Linked DNA regions of Mus musculus: all the other regions are linked to region 3. The links are chromatin contacts, called in public Hi-C and targeted proximity ligation maps. All regions are on one chromosome and are shown on one strand. The core of a region is the stretch at or near the end of the contact, and the rest is flanking DNA. Distances in the headings are between cores, read along the strand shown. Region 1 overlaps Htr7 (5-hydroxytryptamine (serotonin) receptor 7). Region 2 overlaps A830019P07Rik (RIKEN cDNA A830019P07 gene). Region 3 has its middle 25 kb from the start of Gm31568. Region 4 holds the start of A830019P07Rik (RIKEN cDNA A830019P07 gene).

Region 1 (2,700 bases), core at 35-2,534, 880 kb before region 3:
AGAGGCAGGCAAATCTCTGAGTTTGAGGACAGCCTGGTCTGGAGAGAGTTCCAGGACAGCCAGAGCTGTGCAGAGAAACCCTGTCTCAAAACACCCTAAAAAAGAAAAAAGATAAAGGAAAAAAGAAAAAAATATTAACCAACCAACCAACCAACCAACCAACCAACCAATTAACTACCAAAACCAAAAAAGCTGAAAGGCAGAATGAAGAGTCAATTTGAAAAAAAAAAAACAAAAACATGGCTCCTTGGGTTCATTAGACATAGGTTGATAGGATCAAAATATAATGTGTGTTAGGATTTAGCAGCAGAGTCCCTTGGTGGATTGGAGCAGGGCAGTGGTGGCACACACCTTTAATTCTAGCACTTGGGGGGCAGAGGCAGGTGGATTTCTGAGTTCGAGGCCAGCCTGATCTACAGAGTGAGTTCTAGGACAGCCAGGGCTACACAGAGAAACCCTCTCTCAAAAAAACAAACAAACAAACAAACAAACAAACAAACAAATCCTTGGTGGCTTGGAGCAAAGGAATGCTGGGGCAGAAATCACACCATACAACAGGTCTCACTGAAGATTTTGTTTTTTGTTTTTGTTTCATTTCATTTTATTTTATTTTTTACAAAGGCTGCCCCTGAGCAAGGTGGTAGGGAAAAGAGGGCAGGAAGAGAGGGCACTTGGTTTTTATACAGAGATACAGCGCATGCACATAGGGAGAGTGCGTTGTATTTTGCCTGCTGCTGCTGACTTGCTGTTGTTGCTGGGTTACAGAAGGTGGGCTTAGGGGTGGGGTTTCCAACAGTGTGCAACTTTGCTTTAAGTAAAGACTTGAGGGCTATTCTTTGTTCGTTTGTTAGTTTGTTTTTTGCTTTGTTTTTCTAGGCTAGCTTTAAATCTTCTTGTACTTTTGTCTTCATTTAGGATCTTTAAGATGGGCAACACACTTGTAGTTATTAAGAGAGGCAAGATGGAAGTATTTTATTACTTAATTATTACTTACAGGCCAATAAGAACATATGGATACCTGTAAGACACACATGAGGGCTAGGGAGTAGAGAGAGAGAAAAATGGGGACCTGTGAGCCAATGCCTTTAATGGATTCAGAACACATTATCCAAACAAGTTTTTCTGCAGGAAATTTTTGTCAGTGGATAGAAAGGAAACTTCAAGAACTCCTTCTGTGATGGAGACTTGTTTCTATAGTGACTTTGTGCAGGCTGTGCAGCATGTGGAAGTGAACAAGGTCTGTCAAGCAGATTGTAACTGCCACACAGGGAAGTGGCTACTGAGAGGCACTTCTATGAGGCAGATAACCGGATTGACCACAATGAGGAACTAGGAACGTAGCCAAGCGTCACTCGCTTCTGTTATGAGAAAGTTCGACGTATGTTTTAAGTGGTTGATGGTGCAATATAAAATTATAAGAATTCTCCATAATAGTTCCTTTTCCTTTCAGTACACATGAATCAAAGCATTCCCACACATCTGGACCACCTATCTGTCCTGAGCATCCTCTGATTCATCTCTGGATCTTTCTTTGGTATTTTTTCATTTCTCCTTTCCTCTGAATTCTGTTCAATGTGGCCCCTAAACACTAAGCTATCCACATAACTTGCCTTTAACATCCAGGTTAGAATCTGTCACCCCCAAATCTATCTCCTTTTAACTACTTTGTGCAGTATGCCTGTGCATGTGTGTTGTATATGTGTGTGAGTTATATGTATGTGTGTTATGTTATTATATGTGTGTTATATGTACGTGTTATGTGTGTGTGTTTACATGTATTACAGGTGCTCACGAAATAGAAGGGCTTGGTATAAAACTTTCTGAGCCTCCCTCCAAGCCTGTTTTAAATGCAGTGTCAGATAAGAAAGTTTAAAATGTAAATGCATAAAATGATTAAGGGAATTATAATGTTAGTATATATTTATTAGTTTAAATTTGTGATGTTTCATTCTTATAATAATTCAGGGAAGTAGCAAGCTAGTTTAATAAACTTCAGAGGCAACCTGTGTGTAAGACATTTGCAGACACATTCAATTAAGTGTCTAACTTGGTTTTTTCCTTCTCCTCCTCTTCCTCCTCTTCCTCTCCCTTTTTCTTCCCCACTCCTGCTTTTTCCTTCTTTGCCTGACATTAAGAAAGCCACACAGATGAAAATGGCAGCCTTTTAAGAACTGTTTACTTAATTTAGCTGTTACAGTATTTTTAATAGCTTGTTCCATAACTGATACAGTAGCTTAAAGAGTAGGAAATCCTTGCTTAAAATTTAAGTCACGGCAAGTAAGAGTGCAATGTGGTTAGTGACCATTAAGTGCTCAGCTGAAGGAGTCAATTAATGGCTTCCTTGGCCAGTTTAATTTGCCACCATTTGGCAGAAAATATCGTGGGGATGTATCTTGTCCCTTAATTGAGAGAACCACAAATGTCACAGGATTGAATTTGGTTGCACAATTTTAAGTAGACATGTGTTCATGTGTAGGTCTGAGTTTTGTAAAAATGGAAAAAAAAAAAACAAAGCAAGAGCTGTGGTTTTCCTAATCAGTGTTAGCTTGTAAGAGGTCCAATATGTTCCTAGTGCAGCTTGATGGTCAAGGGTCACAGAGCAAAAGCACAGTAGACACAACAGCCAGAGTCACTCGGGACCTTGTGCCAAGAGATGAGAGTGAAGGAAAGAGAGTGTGGCTGCCTTTTAACCCACTTTAG
Region 2 (2,700 bases), core at 107-2,606, 750 kb before region 3:
ATCAGAAAAAATCTCCAGGCAGATACATAAGTATAGTTTGAAACTTTAGATGTAGACCCTGAGTCTGGAAAACACTAGCACAGAAAGGATCTATGAAAAGCTTGCCTCTGTTGTGTATGTAACAGCGTTCTCCTATTGTTTCTGGAGAGATATGGAGGGCACACTGTTCTGTCACATCTGTCTTCAAAGGAATGCTTGCTTGACTAAAGCAGTAAAATGGCCAAGGAAACAGCCGAGGCACATCCAGAATAAGCAAATGGTGAGCTATGTTTTGTTTCATGAAAACAGAAGGTAGACTCTACTCCCCCTACCTTAAGAATTTATACAAAAATGATCAAGCATCCTTGCTTTCTCTCTGTCTCAGCAGCTTTAAGGTTTCTGCTTCTATGAAGAACAACATCATATAAAGACAGAAATTCCCGTTTTCCCTCCAGGAAACTGATGGAAAGGAAATGAGACATGGAGTCAGCCGGCTGGCAGCTATCCATGGTTTCAGGGGTCTCTGCTCCCTCGTCCACCTAGTATTCTGATTGTCTATGGTTTAGTTTCTATGCAGCATATATCCCATAAGACTTGATTAGAGGACTCTAGGCCCCTCTTTTTCTCATCAGTCTTCTAAAAACTTCACACTGTTTGTCCCCACAGTCAACTAAGAAATACCAGAAAGCACATTTGTAACTTGTAACTCTAAGAAGGGACCAGAAACATGGAACTGTCACTGCCTAGGGTAGCTTTTTGGCCCATAGTGATGTGATAGAGAAGATGAGGAGACAGCAATGATTTCTGAGTTGAGAAGAGAAGATCAGTTACCTATCAGTAATTAATAAAAACCACAGAGTTATAGTGTAGTTTCTTGCTATCAATGTAGAATTAAACTTGAGAAGATTAAATATAATAGAGGGAAATGAGGACAACCTGCCAATATTAAGGAGTATAATTATATTTATTCACTGTGGAATGCTTGCCACTGAGCCCCGGGGGATAATACATCCATGCATGCTGTCTCAGCTAGACTTCCTCCTGTGAGTCACAGAAACTAGAAGCTTATTATGGTTACTGTTTCTCCTAAGGATAATGCTTTCTACAATTTTAAGAAATAACATGAAGTACAATAGTTAATTTGACAAACCTGATGGTTTTAGAGATTAATCATCTAAGGTTTAAAAAGTCCCCCTTGAAAGGCATAGGAAATGATCACTGCTTTGGTCTACTGCTAAGAATTATTTGTTACCATTTGCATACCTTCTCCACCTGTCCCATCTTTCACTGAGAACATTTTTAAGGGACTTCCCACAGACCAATCTCTGTTTGAGTCAGCTTCTTGAGAAACCTGACCTGCAAAAGGGAATTTCTGTCTCTCTATATTCTTAGGAAACCCAGCCTACAAGAGGACTTGGCAGTGTGAGCAGATGCTGCTTGGACTTTCCCTGTCAGTCAGCAATCCCAAGTCATTTTGCTATTGCTGCTATTGTCATCTGTGTTTTGCAACTGTTGGCTGTACATTACGTTGTAAAGCAAGGAGTTCATTTTGTTGGTGTCTTACAAAATGGGGAAAAGGAAGAACAGATCTCAACAAGAGATTTTGGGGATTCAATAAAGTCTTCGTCATCCTGAAAAACAGAACAAAACAAAACAACAAAAGAAAAACAAAATCAACCAAGCACATCAAACAAATGTTCTCTCTGTCCTTGACATTGCATATTCCAAATGTGGAAGTGATAATGTAGATAATTCATACTCCAAAAAAAGGCTCTTGAGATTTTTAAAAAGATTTATTTATTTTATGTATATGAGTACACCATTGCTCTCTTCAGACACATCAGAAGAGGGCATCAGATCCTATTACAGATGGTTGTGAGCCACCATGTGGTTGCTGGGAATTGAACTCAGGACCTCTGGAGGAGCAGTCAGTGCTCTTAACCACTGAGCCATTGTTGTGAGCCACCATGTGGTTGCTGGGAATTGAACTCAGAACCTCTGGAGGAGCAGTCAGTGCTCTTAACTGCTGAGCCATCTCTCCAGCCCCAGAAAAGACTCTTTGATCAGGAATAAAGCACATTCTTGTTATCTTCTTGATTTCTTCTTTAGGACAAATACTGATGCTCATACCGCTGTGGATTGCTGTTAACATTTTCTTCAAAACCAGCAGTCTCTGCTATCTGAGGCACTTCCATGAGAGTGAAAAAGAAATGTGGGATGTTGAGGACTAGAGAGAAAAAAACCAGATGGGCTTGGGTATGATGATAGCAAGTACATTAGGAAGCAGGCTTGCTTCAGGTAGGGTCATTACCCAGTGCTTACAGGCACTTTCTTGACTTAGCCGGCACAACTGTCTGATAGGTGATATTGGCCATCAAAGCAACATTGACACATTACTTGCAGAGAAACGTTATCTCTCTGCTTCACAGTCACTTTATAAATGCGGTGAGCTCCTTGTGGGGTTATTCCTTCAGTGCCAGGAATCACTATATGGCTAATACACACAAAATAGTTTAAGATATAGCTGACACACATTCATATTCAATTAAAAATGGAATTAAAAACAAATGATCCTGCATTCCTAAAGTTCTAAGTCAGTTCTGTATTTTCTATGTTATTGAATTTGGGTAATAATCAAACCTGACCATTTTTTAATTTTAATTTTTAATGATATTTTTCACTAAACATTTGTAAGAATGTGATTTCAATTTTTTTCTTAGC
Region 3 (2,700 bases), core at 60-2,559:
ATTTGTTTTAAAGTTGCAGTCAGTTGAAGGTATATCTGTATTACAGATGCATGCAAGTAAGGCTCCACTCCACTAAAAAGTAGAAATTATTTACCTGGAGTTATTTTTTTTTTATGTTGCTGTTAGTGTTTTATTTTTTTTATTTTTTTTATTACGTATTTTCTTCAATTACATTTCCAATGCTATCCCAAAAGTCCCCCCCCCACTCCCCTACCCACCCATTCCCATTTTTTGGCCCTGGCATTCCCCTGTACTGGGGCATATAACGTTTGCCTGACCAATTTACCTGGAATTATTAACTGGGAAAGATAAGCAACTCAAACACCAATTGCTACACTGCTTTGCTTGAACCACAACATGAGGAATGGCATACAATCTAAAATGGAAAAAAATCTCTAGAAAACTTGGAAGTAAGGGGCTACATGCCAGCACGTTACTGGGAAATTAATGTAGTCAGGGTAATAAACTCTCACTGAACTGAAACAGAGATATGCAGAGTCACCTTAAGAAAATAGAAACTCGACAAAGCCCACAGCACCTGGCTCCAGACTAATTCGAGGAGCTGATATATCTAAGGAAAAGAAGTATTCTTCATAAAGTTGGCCAGCATAGAGGCTTATAAAAGGCTAATCACGGTGTCTGTTTACTGGGAAAAGAGCCCCAGCTCAAGAATGTAGGAAAGCTGGCATCATCTATCCTCATCATGGGAAAAGCCGACTTACAGGACAGAACTAGTAGACTACAGCTCATTCTATGAATCTCGTTGAGGGGGTAAGATTTCACTAAGACAAAGGGACATGGTTTATTTCTACAGAGGCAGAGCTATGGCTGCTTTGTCACTATAGTTTGAAGAAGGGCTATATGGCTCACAAAACCTAAAACATTTGTTGTCTGACTGTTTAGAGAAGAACTTTCAAAACTTTATAAAACCCTTAACCAGGTAATTGGTTCCCGTCACTTTGATTCCACGCACCTCAAGCAAACTCGTGGTTTCGGTTTTGTTTCATAGGTCAGACACCAACAGCGGCAAGTGTCTCCCACAGCTCTTGGTTATTTTTAACTTATTTCTAGCCTAGATTTGGGGATTATTTTTTTTTTCTCATAGTGTCTGGGAGCTTGCCCTATCTGAATCATTTCCGTGAGTAATAGTTAGTTCCCTTTTCAATATGCTTTGTAAAATAAAGAAAATGAAACGCAATTCCCTGCACTTAGGAGGAAAACAGCTATGCATGTCGACTGTAGTAGGCTTCTTACTCATTCTGGAAAAGATCGGGGTTAAGGGCGAGCAGCAGGCCAGGGCCCAAAGCTGCACTTCACAGGGTTCTGTTTACTTCGGTTGTCATAGGAGCAGGACCCATCTTTACTCCCACGAAGGAAGGCAGACAGTCTCCCCAGATTCCAATGTTTCATTTCTGACTCGTAGAAGTCTCTGCTTTATTTTTAAACTTGACTTTTTCTTTTACTTCTTTCGATATTTTTATTTGAATTTCACATCTTCATGTGTTTGGCACAGATAAGATCCTCATATGAGCAGAACACGGTATGCTAGTTGCAAATTCCTTTCAATGACTCCCAGCAGGATCCATTTACTTGCTATAATTTATTGGATATTTTATCATTGTATAACCAACATTTGTTGAGTATATACCACATTGTGGATACCATAGCTAGTTTAGCCATCTGCAGGAAACGTTTGTTTCCTTTGTAGAGTCCATGGTTAAAGTATAATGGGGTGAATTTGACAACTCATCCTATATTAAGACACTCAACCCCTCCAAATTTCCTTAACAGCTAAGTTATTCTTTTCTAATAGATCTTTCACACATCTTTGATAACAGTCATGAAATAATACCTTGATAACCTACAAGGTAAGACATAATTTTCACATCTATCGCGCTGTCAATAAGGACAGTATTTATATTTGTATTTTGTTGTTTATTTATTGCATTCCACAGATGTCACAACAGCCTCTTTCCCTCAATGCAGCATCTCTAAGCATGGTGGGGAACAGTTTCCTGTTGGTGCACCGGGCTCTTTATGAATTTATCCATTTCACACTGAGAACTATCTAATTGTCTTTAGCTTCCATCTAAGGCAGTCCAATGGCCTTGCCTCTGAGTCACTGTGGAGTTTGGCCTGGTGATCCCTTCAGTACAGTAGACTGGAGATACAGAACTGACATCCTTCCCAGTGTTTTGCAAGCTTTGGGTGGCTCGTGTGGCTGTAGAGTTAACGGTGCCATCCAGAACACTCAGCAATATTTTCCCATTTAGAGGAAGAGCAAAAGGAGGAGGGAACTTAATGGAAATATAGCTGAACCAAATAGGATCTGTTCCAGCATTTTTCAATACAAAATAATGCAAACCTCTTAGCCATTAAGTCGCAGCTTAAGACAAAGTGCTTGAAATTACCTGTCATCACAGATTTTTTTACTGGTAGAAAGAAAAGCCCTCACGGTGTATTTTCAACTAACCGTATTGCCACCTAGTGGCCATTGAGGAAAATTAGTATCAGAAAATTGGAAGCAACTTTAGAAATGAAGACATTAGTAATACTGACAATAACTGCTAAGACTTACTGGATGTCTACAGTGTTCCTTGACTCTGTGCTCAAAACTGTATGTGTACTATCTAATTTATTCTCTTGACCATCCCCATTCCGTGGATGAACAAAAGAGGACTTTACAGGTTAGTTAGCATG
Region 4 (2,760 bases), core at 253-2,752, 800 kb before region 3:
TCAGTTATTTGTTAGGGAAAAAAACAAGAAAAATTTCACTTCATTCATTGCTTCTTGAACAGGCTACATTTGGTTTTCAATTCCATAAATGTCTGACCTCATGGGTTGAATTGCAATTGCTTTCACTGTTAAGATGGCAGATGATTGGGACTGTCTGGGGTTCTCCTAGAATGACAATGTACAATGTGGCTAAGGCTGAGCTCACCTCAGAGATATTAAGAAAATAAATTCACTTATGTTAGTTTATATCTGCATGAAACCCAGGTCTCTCAGTGTTCAAGGGTCCTCTTTAACTTTTGACACTGAACCATGCAAAGTAGAGAGTCCTGGGGTATTATTATTCTATCCTCCCCAGGTTTCTTAGGTAGCACAGTAAAATCACTCCTGTTTCTATTCCATCCCAGCTATTGCCACCTCATCCAACTCTGCATGTATCTGTATCCTCTCCCTTTGTAGGTCCTCACTGATGGATGCTAACTGGTTTCCCCGTCTGGGTGCTCCTCTAGTTTTGCTTCGTAACAAGGTTAGATCTGGGCCAAACAACTTCAAACCATGTGCAATGCTGAGCTGACATCACTGAAGTTGTGTTTATGGCACAGTGAATTATAAATAGACAATATTACAGTGGCTCTCTGTTCCCCAGAGTCAAGTGGCCTCTCATTAGTCAGTTTGTTTATAAATACAGAACAGACCCATCAAGGGACATGTGGGGACCTGGGACTGGGCATCTGAGCAGCTGTCATCCTCTGACCTCAGAAGAACTCAGGGAGGGATGTGTTTTAGACACCTGGGAGAGAGTTGTGGAGCTGTCAGGCAGGCTTACACAGGGGAAGGAGGGGTGCTAGTGTTGGGGATTCCTCTTCTTCCTCTGTCTCCTCTGTCGCCAGGTCTGCTCACCAGTCCAACTCATTCTGAAGCCAGAGGGCATGGGGGGAGGGGTGTTGTGGGTCAGCCTCTCAAGGAGAGGTGGGCATGGAATGACAAGTGAAGGCATCTCTCGTGTAGTCACTAAGAAGGAAAAAAAAATGTGCCGATAAATCTGGAGGCAATGTTCTTTTATCATTTAGGATTTTTATTTTAAATGTATTGAAAGAGCATTGTTAAACAGATAAGAATTCAATTATTTTTTTCTTATCAGACAGTACCTTCCTGGATTAAAAATGACCTTACATTTCAGTGCTAAACAATGGTATGATCTTTTATAAAACTGCGGCAGATTCCCCTGAACCCCTGCTAGCAAAAATATGACAGTAATGCAATTTCTGGAACCTTACTCATTCCACATTAAGAGGGGACGCCTGATTTCTTCCCTCCTGGATATCATGGTATTTTGGGTTTGCCTGTAAGCAGAAGAAGGCAGCAGGAGGGTGCTGCACAGCTTCTGAAGACAGATCAGAGGTGAGGATGCAGCTGGCAGCTGGCTTGCTGGAAAGTGTGTCAGAGCCTGGAGCCTCCATGGCAACATTCTCAGGCCCCGTGACCACCAGGCTGGCTGGACTCCCAGAGAGTCACATGGAAAAGCCCTGAGACCGCATGGAAGAGCATACTGTTTTCCAGCCTCTCCTATTTCCTCCAACTTCCTGTTTGTCCGTTGTCAGCCACTGTGGGACAAGGGAATGGGATCTTAAGGGACTTCCTTATTGGAACCTCATCATGACGTCCAGAAACAGGAGAAATGGTCTCTGTCATTTTACACCATGGAGGTTTGAGGTGAGTCATTATACAAAAGTAACCAAAGCTATTTTAAATGCCAGTTAGATTCCACAACTGTCCCCCAAACAACATGACACAGTAAGGACAACCACGAACACATCTGCAAGTGGCCAGTGGCCTCCTGTGCAGCATCCATGGGAGGTACTGCCAATTTTAAGATCTGCCCTAATGAAAGATATGAAGGGAAACACACTGTAGCCCTTAGGATTGATGGGATGTGGCAGCACGTGCGCAGTGGGAGAAACAAAGACGGTGAGCGAGTTTGAGAGCTCGCTGCTGAGACTTTTTGTTTTGAAAAACCTTAGGAGTTTGTAGTTAAAATGACAGGAGTTTCGAAATACCAACAACAACACAAAAACAAAGCAAAACTGAATGACATAACTAAAAGGACAGTAAAATCACTGAAATTCACCAGCAAGAAATAAACACGTAGATTTTTTAGTGCATATGGATGCACAACAAATATAGCACACATCACAATTCAGCTGGGAGTATCCTACACTGGATTAGTGTTTATACAGCTATATAGATATTCTAAATATGATATGTGTCACACCATGTCACATTATTTATCTAACTAATCATTTAGTGATGGACATTTTATTTTCTCTTTACAATTTTATGTACAAAGCAGTGGGTTATGTTTGCACATATTTCTTCTCCAATGTGTGTGTGTGTGTGTAGAATTTCTATGTATATGAGATTGTTGGATTGAATGAGGTTTATTTATAACTGATTCTAAAAATTCTCATTTATGATTGTGACATGGATTGACAAAGCCATCTCCCTGAAAAGCCTGTCTTCTCTTATCCTCTTCAGCAGCTCTTGGCAAGGACAATTCTTCCCTCTTTGGCCATGTTCGGGTCTGGCCATTTATGTGGTGAGTTTTGTGGTTTTAAATGATTTCTTTTCATTGTGTTTGCGTCTCAGCAAGGGATGAAACTGAACCTCTTTGTACTTTTGTCAATTTGAACTTCTGTGAATTGACTCTTGATTGTCTTTTGGCCATCATTCTTTTCGTAAGTAGTTTGTGGGAATGCTTTGTGT

The links. Hi-C and Micro-C count contacts between places; a contact is called where the count stands out from the background.
Region 1: a targeted proximity ligation map of bone marrow-derived macrophages shows a contact between it and region 3, with 8 times the contacts expected there. A contact is called at or near these places in 18 of 484 Hi-C or Micro-C datasets (the 63-12 cell line, the G1E-ER4 cell line, the HL-1 cell line and 13 more), 7 of 130 datasets of targeted methods (the 230-238 cell line, CD8 T cells, acute myeloid leukemia and 3 more) and 1 of 9 other capture datasets (embryonic stem cells).
Region 2: a Hi-C map of the C2C12 cell line shows a contact between it and region 3, with 2.0 times the contacts expected there. A contact is called at or near these places in 4 of 484 Hi-C or Micro-C datasets (the C2C12 cell line, the HPC-7 cell line, cerebral cortex and 1 more) and 1 of 130 datasets of targeted methods (large pre-B cells).
Region 4: a contact with region 3 is called in a Hi-C map of the G1E-ER4 cell line, with 2.4 times the contacts expected there. A contact is called at or near these places in 1 of 484 Hi-C or Micro-C datasets (the G1E-ER4 cell line) and 2 of 130 datasets of targeted methods (embryonic fibroblasts and embryonic stem cells).

The regions. Positions count from the first base shown.
Region 1 is chr19:36,005,080-36,007,779 of GRCm38.p6, reverse strand. The region is part of intron 1 of Htr7 (5-hydroxytryptamine (serotonin) receptor 7); the gene reads left to right. Among named protein-coding and RNA genes, the nearest start is that of Htr7, 51 kb to the left of the region's middle.
Region 2 is chr19:35,874,292-35,876,991 of GRCm38.p6, reverse strand. All of the region lies in intron 2 of A830019P07Rik (RIKEN cDNA A830019P07 gene), which reads left to right. Among named protein-coding and RNA genes, the nearest start is that of A830019P07Rik, 49 kb to the left of the region's middle.
Region 3 is chr19:35,125,285-35,127,984 of GRCm38.p6, reverse strand. No RefSeq gene overlaps it. Among named protein-coding and RNA genes, the nearest start is that of Gm31568, 25 kb to the left of the region's middle.
Region 4 is chr19:35,923,320-35,926,079 of GRCm38.p6, reverse strand. It overlaps A830019P07Rik (RIKEN cDNA A830019P07 gene), which reads left to right and starts at 1,502. Exons shown (of 5, transcript NR_152130.1): 1 at 1,502-1,710; 2 at 2,533-2,593.